Regions from separate parts of the Sus scrofa genome. Here region 1 is linked to region 2. A link is a contact called in public Hi-C data. All regions are on one chromosome and are shown on one strand. The core of a region is the stretch at or near the end of the contact, and the rest is flanking DNA. Distances in the headings are between cores, read along the strand shown. Region 1 has its middle 32 kb from the start of PSEN2. Region 2 holds the start of STUM (protein stum homolog).

Region 1 (2,700 bases), core at 84-2,583, 220 kb after region 2:
GGTACAGGGATCCTCCCCCACGGGTGAATTGGGTGGCTGTGGGGACAGGGGATCGTCACTCAAGGAGCCCTCGATTGGAAGGTTGGCCCTTGCTCTCCTGTGTTCATCACATCTACCAAGTGGTTGGTTGGACCCTGAGATAGAGACCTTTCCTTACAGCCTCTGCTTTACGTGAACATGCACTTGGGGAAGAGAAGCATTAACTAGACTTTATCGTTCACATAGAACTCACTGTGTCCACACCTGCAATGATTTCAGTCAACTGCAGCCATATCAACAAAGCACCATTAACATGGACCACTGATTTCTGTATTGCACTGGGCAGTAATTTTAGTTACTATAAGCATTCTACTTGAACTTTTAACTGGTAGGGTCAGGCCCAGAGCAAGGTCTCTCTGGAGCTAAACTTCCCAGGGTAATGAATAAAGCACACACAGCATTAAGGAAGGGCAGATGTGTCCACGACATCTTTCCAGCTTCCTTCTAGAAAGGGTTCCTTGGGAATGTACGTTTTTTTTCCTCAATGGAATTAGCTCATCAGTTCATGTTCTCTTTACCTTCGCCCCACCCCCGAATCAAAACTTGAAACTAATTTCATGGGAAACTGCTCTACTAAAGGGATGTTGGAAAGGATCTGATCAAATACTTACATTGATTACTATTAAACTACAAATTAAGGACCCAGTCTTAAGGTTTCCCTTCTAGAGACTTCGGGTGAGCATATTTTAGTCTTAAAGGAATAAAAATGGATAAGGGTAGATCTTAGGCATCGGTCATCAGAAAACCTTTCCTTGACAATATTTTGTAAGGAAAAAAAAATCTTCCCGGCACTAGCGTTCTTCAAATGAAACCATATAAAAACTACTCTGCCTTACTTGTTTGTCCCTTAGAAGATCCAAGCAAATACCGTCAGCATCCCCTGGAGGTGGTGGGATCATCCAGTGATGCGGATTTGATGTCACAGCAGCTAAAATTCCTTTGCCTTCCTGAACATCCATTCACAGTTTCCACTTATTTTAGGCTCCTTAAATTCTCAAAAGTCTTACATGAGATTTAATTTGGGGGTCAAGACCCTTTTTTAAGCACTATTTATTTAGTTATGCATGGGGCGGGGGGTTCAACCATCTCGATTCAGGGTTTCCAGCACATCCTTAGGAGCAAAGGCGCGATATAAAATCTCATGCACAGAGGCACTCGCACAGCACCTCTGGTTTCCCAAGTGCTTGTAAACTGTCAAGTGACTCAGAAATACCAGGGACTCATCCTGACAGAGTCCAGAAGGAAAGGATGACTTCATCTGAAGCCGACCCAAAGAAGAAGGCACATCTGTCATCTCCCGGACAGTGTTCCAGGCGGAGCCTGAGCTCCTGGAAGCGGGATGTGTGTCAAGGCTCAGCTCACATCTGGCTGCCTCATCCAGGGGAGCTCTCAGCCCCAGAAAAGTCAGGAATGCTTCAGGCACTGCTCCCCAAACCGGAAATGAGGCCTGGCTAGCCCCTGGGGGAGACCTGACTCTGCTGCTGCTAGCAGCTCCCACCTGCATCTGAGGAACCTAGGTTAGTCATTCCTCACCTCCCCCAGGTGGGCCCTTTGGCAGCCTGAAAAAACCCATCTGAAGCTCTCCTTGCTCATTATCTGGACCCTGGTGTCTCTCCACGGCTGCTCAAGGCTTAAAGAGGACCAGCTGTTCTGCGGCTGCCCTGATGCTCTACAGCTGTAATTGGGAACCAATGTGCACTTGGGCCTCCATCGCTTAATCCTACTGAATAATTCTGCCTGGCTGGAAAAGCAAAATGCTTCGCCTTCCAGCTGCTAAAATTGCCCAGCTACTTGACACCTTCCAGCTGCTAAAACTGCCCGGCCACTTACCACCATAGCATGAGGTGATGTGTCAGCCACCCTTCCTTCCATCACTCCAACCTCTTCTTGCCAACAAACAAACAAAAAAATCCACAGTCTAAGTAGTGAGCTGATTTATTGAAGGATATCGTGTGGCTTACAGAATTTCCAGGAAGTCCAGAAAATCATGTCTGGAGGCTCTACAGCCTGGAGCAACCCAGATCATCTTCCCACCACTGCTGGCGTGCAGGTGCCGTTGGCATATTAGATACCGAGATAGGACACCATCACCAGGACCTCTGCCCCTGTCACCCCTGTGGCTCTGAGATCTCAATGATTGCTCCACTGAGCCCCCAGGAAAGAATTCCTCCAGGTGCTTCTCACAAAGGTACATCTGATTGGCGATGCCTGGGTCACTTGCCTGTGACCTAGCTGCAAGGGGTCCTGGGAAATGTAGTTCTGGCCTAAAAGACTAATAATAAGAAAGGTATTTATCCAAAAGATGTTAAAGAGTCACCAATATGACCCATATGCACTTTACATGGCCCTTTATTTTAGTCACAATTGTCTGAAAATAGGCATTATATATATATTATTAATATATATCATTCACTTATTTTAAATCTGCTATTTAAAAAAATTGAGATGCAGTTGATTTACAATATTACATTCGTCTCAAGTATATACCACATATAAACCTGTTTCTTTTTTTTTTTTTTAATCCTTTTTTGGCTACACCCATGGCATAGGGAAGTTCCTGGACCAGGGACTGAATCCCAGCTGAAGCTTCAACCTACACCATGGCTGTGGAAACTCCGGATCTTTAAGCCGCTGCACCACAGCAGGAACTCCAAATCTGTT
Region 2 (2,700 bases), core at 34-2,533:
CATCTATTAAGCCCTTGAAGCCAGGGGCTGGGTTTTATTCCTTTCTCTCTCCCCAGAATCTAAGCCCTATTAGGTCTCCCATAAATACGTATTAAATAGAATCTTGCTTTGACTTTCCAATCACAGTAATTCAAGCCCCTGAGAGGCTAAATGAGTCTTCTAAGTCATACGGGTAATTAGTGGCCGAGGAAAGACTAAAACTTTCAGTCTTGTTCACTTCTGACTGCCAGACCTAAGCTGGTAGTGTGTGTGCGGGCTCACCAGCATCACCACTAACACCTGCTGACCATCTGCTTCTAAAATTAGTTTATTCAGATACCCATAAAAGAATGCATGGTCTTTCAGCATCCTTCCTCAGAAGTTCCTGGAATGTTTTGGGATGATTTAATCACCATTGTTCCTGGAGAAAAAGAGCGACTGGGAAGGAAGTGGATTTGCATCTGTCCAATCCGACGATCTGCTGACTATCTGGATAATTCTGATGCCTTGAATCCCTCCCTAAGGTAAGAGGCGGTTGCTTTCATCCGTTCATTTTTCCAGGTGTGGCGATGAGGGCAGAATTATTTGGAAAATCTTATTAAATATGGGGCCTCCTCCTGCAGGCTTGGACCTGACCAAATCCTTCTGCTTCTACCAACTGCTGCATTAGCAAAACACCAGACGGCGCTGTGTCTTCGCTGGCTTTTTAACCATCACGTCCAGCTCACAAAAGCCCCAGGTTTCCCCTAAAACTGTTCAAGGGATGGCCCAAATCCTCCCTTCTGAGCAACAGGCTCGTTTCTTGCAGCTTTTCGCGTCTGCATGTATGTGTTTTAGGGAGGGTCCCGTTTTAACTAGCCTCGCGGAGACCTGTTTGAACAGCTGTGTCTCCTGCTTTCTCTTATCCATTCTAAAAGAGCGTTTTCTCTGTGACTTAAAACAAATCTATGTAAATTGGAATGAATTTAAGGCACACTAGGCTCGCTTTCTTGGCCTTCATCGCCCTAGTTTTAAATGCATCCTCCAGAAGAAAGGATTCAACCTCGAAGCCTTTTCCCAACGTGCCAGAGGAGCGCACACGCCCGATTCGCGGTGTGCTTGGCGGGGGTTCCCGCCCGGGTTCACCTGTCTGGGGATGGAGAGGTGTGTCCATGCCTCCCAATAGCTGGACAACTGGCTCCCTCTGCTTTTCTCTTCTACTTTCTTCCCTCCGCTCTGATTAGTAAGTGGTATTGGGGCGGGAGGGTGGTGGGGAGCGGTGAGGAGGGCGGGGAAGGGGCCCGGAGGGGAGGGGCGTCAGAGCGCTGTCACCGAGTGTCGCGCCGCCCTCCCCGCCCCTCTGCCGGGGGTGTGGGAGCGCAGCCGAGCGCGCGGCAGAGGGCCGGGCGCGTGGGGACGCGGGAGTGCGGGGTTCTGGACAAGCCGCGCGGCACGAGGAGCGCGCTGGCCTCCTGAGCTCGGCGCTGAGCCCGGAGCCCGGAGCCCGGAGCGGGCCGCTACCCGCTCCCTGTGCGCTGGGCGGCAGCCCCGGCCGCGGCAGCCCGGCTCCCGGGGAGCGCGCCTCGCCATGGAGCCTTCGCACAAAGACGCCGAGACGGCGGCTGCAGCGGCGGCAGTGGCGGCGGCGGACCGGGGGGCGTCCTCGTCCAGCGGGGTGGTGGTGCAGGTCCGCGAGAAGAAGGGCCCCCTGCGCGCCGCCATCCCCTACATGCCCTTTCCTGTGGCCGTCATCTGTCTCTTCCTCAACACTTTTGTGCCGGGACTGGGTAAGACGCGGTGGCCGCGACCCCGGCGCCCCGGGGCCCTAGCGCGGGAGGACAGCAGGGGAGGGGTCGAGGAGGGACCCTCGGGCGGCGTCCACCGGCGGCGGCAGCTGCGCCGGCGCTCCCAGCGCCCCCTGGCAGGTGGCAGGGTCGCGTGGAGCGGGTGCCGGGAGGGGGGCGCGGCGCAGGGTTCCCTGACGCGCCTTGCACCTTCTCGGACCTGGGAGCCAGGCGATTCAGCCCCGAAGAGCTAGAAACTTTGCCGGGGATGTTGGAGCCCGCGGGCGGCGGCCCAGACGGTTCCCTCAGCCCCAGCTAGGCTCCCCTCCAGGCGCCTCCAAATCCTGCTTCTTCCCTTCGCCGCGCGCACCCTCCCACGAGCTCCTTTCTCCCAGGGGCACGGGGTCTGAGCAGGAGGAGCCTTGGGGCCGCGCCTGGCGGAGAAGTCAGGCGGAGCCGGGTGGGGGGCGGGGGACGAGCCAGGTTAGGAGACAGCCCGCAGCGCCGCCTGCATTCGCGCGCTGCGGGGCGTGTGGGGGCGAGAGCTCTTCAGCCAGAGCCTCCTCTGCCTCCTTCCCGAGTACCCGCGATTCCGCCTGCAGCCCCAAGGCGAAGCCGGGTGATTTTATTAGCTTGGACGTCTGTGGGTTTGAACCGCACGTGGCCAAGTGGTTGACCCTATGACCCCCCTCCCATCACTTCCGTTCCTGAGAAAGTGGAGAGCGCGCGCCTGTAATTACGTCGGACTTTGGCTGCCCGCAGGGTCCCTAATGGCACGAGGGTCCCTGATGGCACCAGTGTCCCAAATTTTAAAGCAGAGGCTCATCACCGAGATAGGAGTGCCGAAAGGTGCAGAAAAGGGGGCAACGCGAAGTTTTCTCAACTCTCTGTCTCCTAACCCCGCTCCGAAATTTCTGTCTGCGCGCTTGGCACTCGCTGTTCTTGCGTGCCAAGGGCA

Evidence for each region. Hi-C and Micro-C count contacts between places; a contact is called where the count stands out from the background.
Region 1: a contact with region 2 is called in a Hi-C map of subcutaneous adipose tissue, with 1.9 times the contacts expected there. The contact joins the enhancer-like site here to the promoter of STUM in region 2. A contact is called at or near these places in 5 of 47 Hi-C or Micro-C datasets (embryonic fibroblasts, heart right ventricle, mesenteric adipose tissue and 2 more) and 1 of 2 datasets of contacts at active chromatin or transcription factors (skeletal muscle).

The regions. Positions count from the first base shown.
Region 1 is chr10:14,511,263-14,513,962 of Sscrofa11.1, forward strand. No RefSeq gene overlaps it. Among named protein-coding and RNA genes, the nearest start is that of PSEN2, 32 kb to the right of the region's middle. Within about 2 kb of position 1,334, at least 14 of the 83 cell types and tissues checked have an H3K27ac peak or open chromatin away from gene starts, as enhancers often do. A contact at or near this core is called in mesenteric adipose tissue, retroperitoneal adipose tissue, skeletal muscle and 1 more, where this site is marked.
Region 2 is chr10:14,293,676-14,296,375 of Sscrofa11.1, forward strand. It overlaps STUM (protein stum homolog), which reads left to right and starts at 1,284. Exons shown (of 4, transcript XM_003357643.4): 1 at 1,284-1,745. The coding sequence starts at 1,547.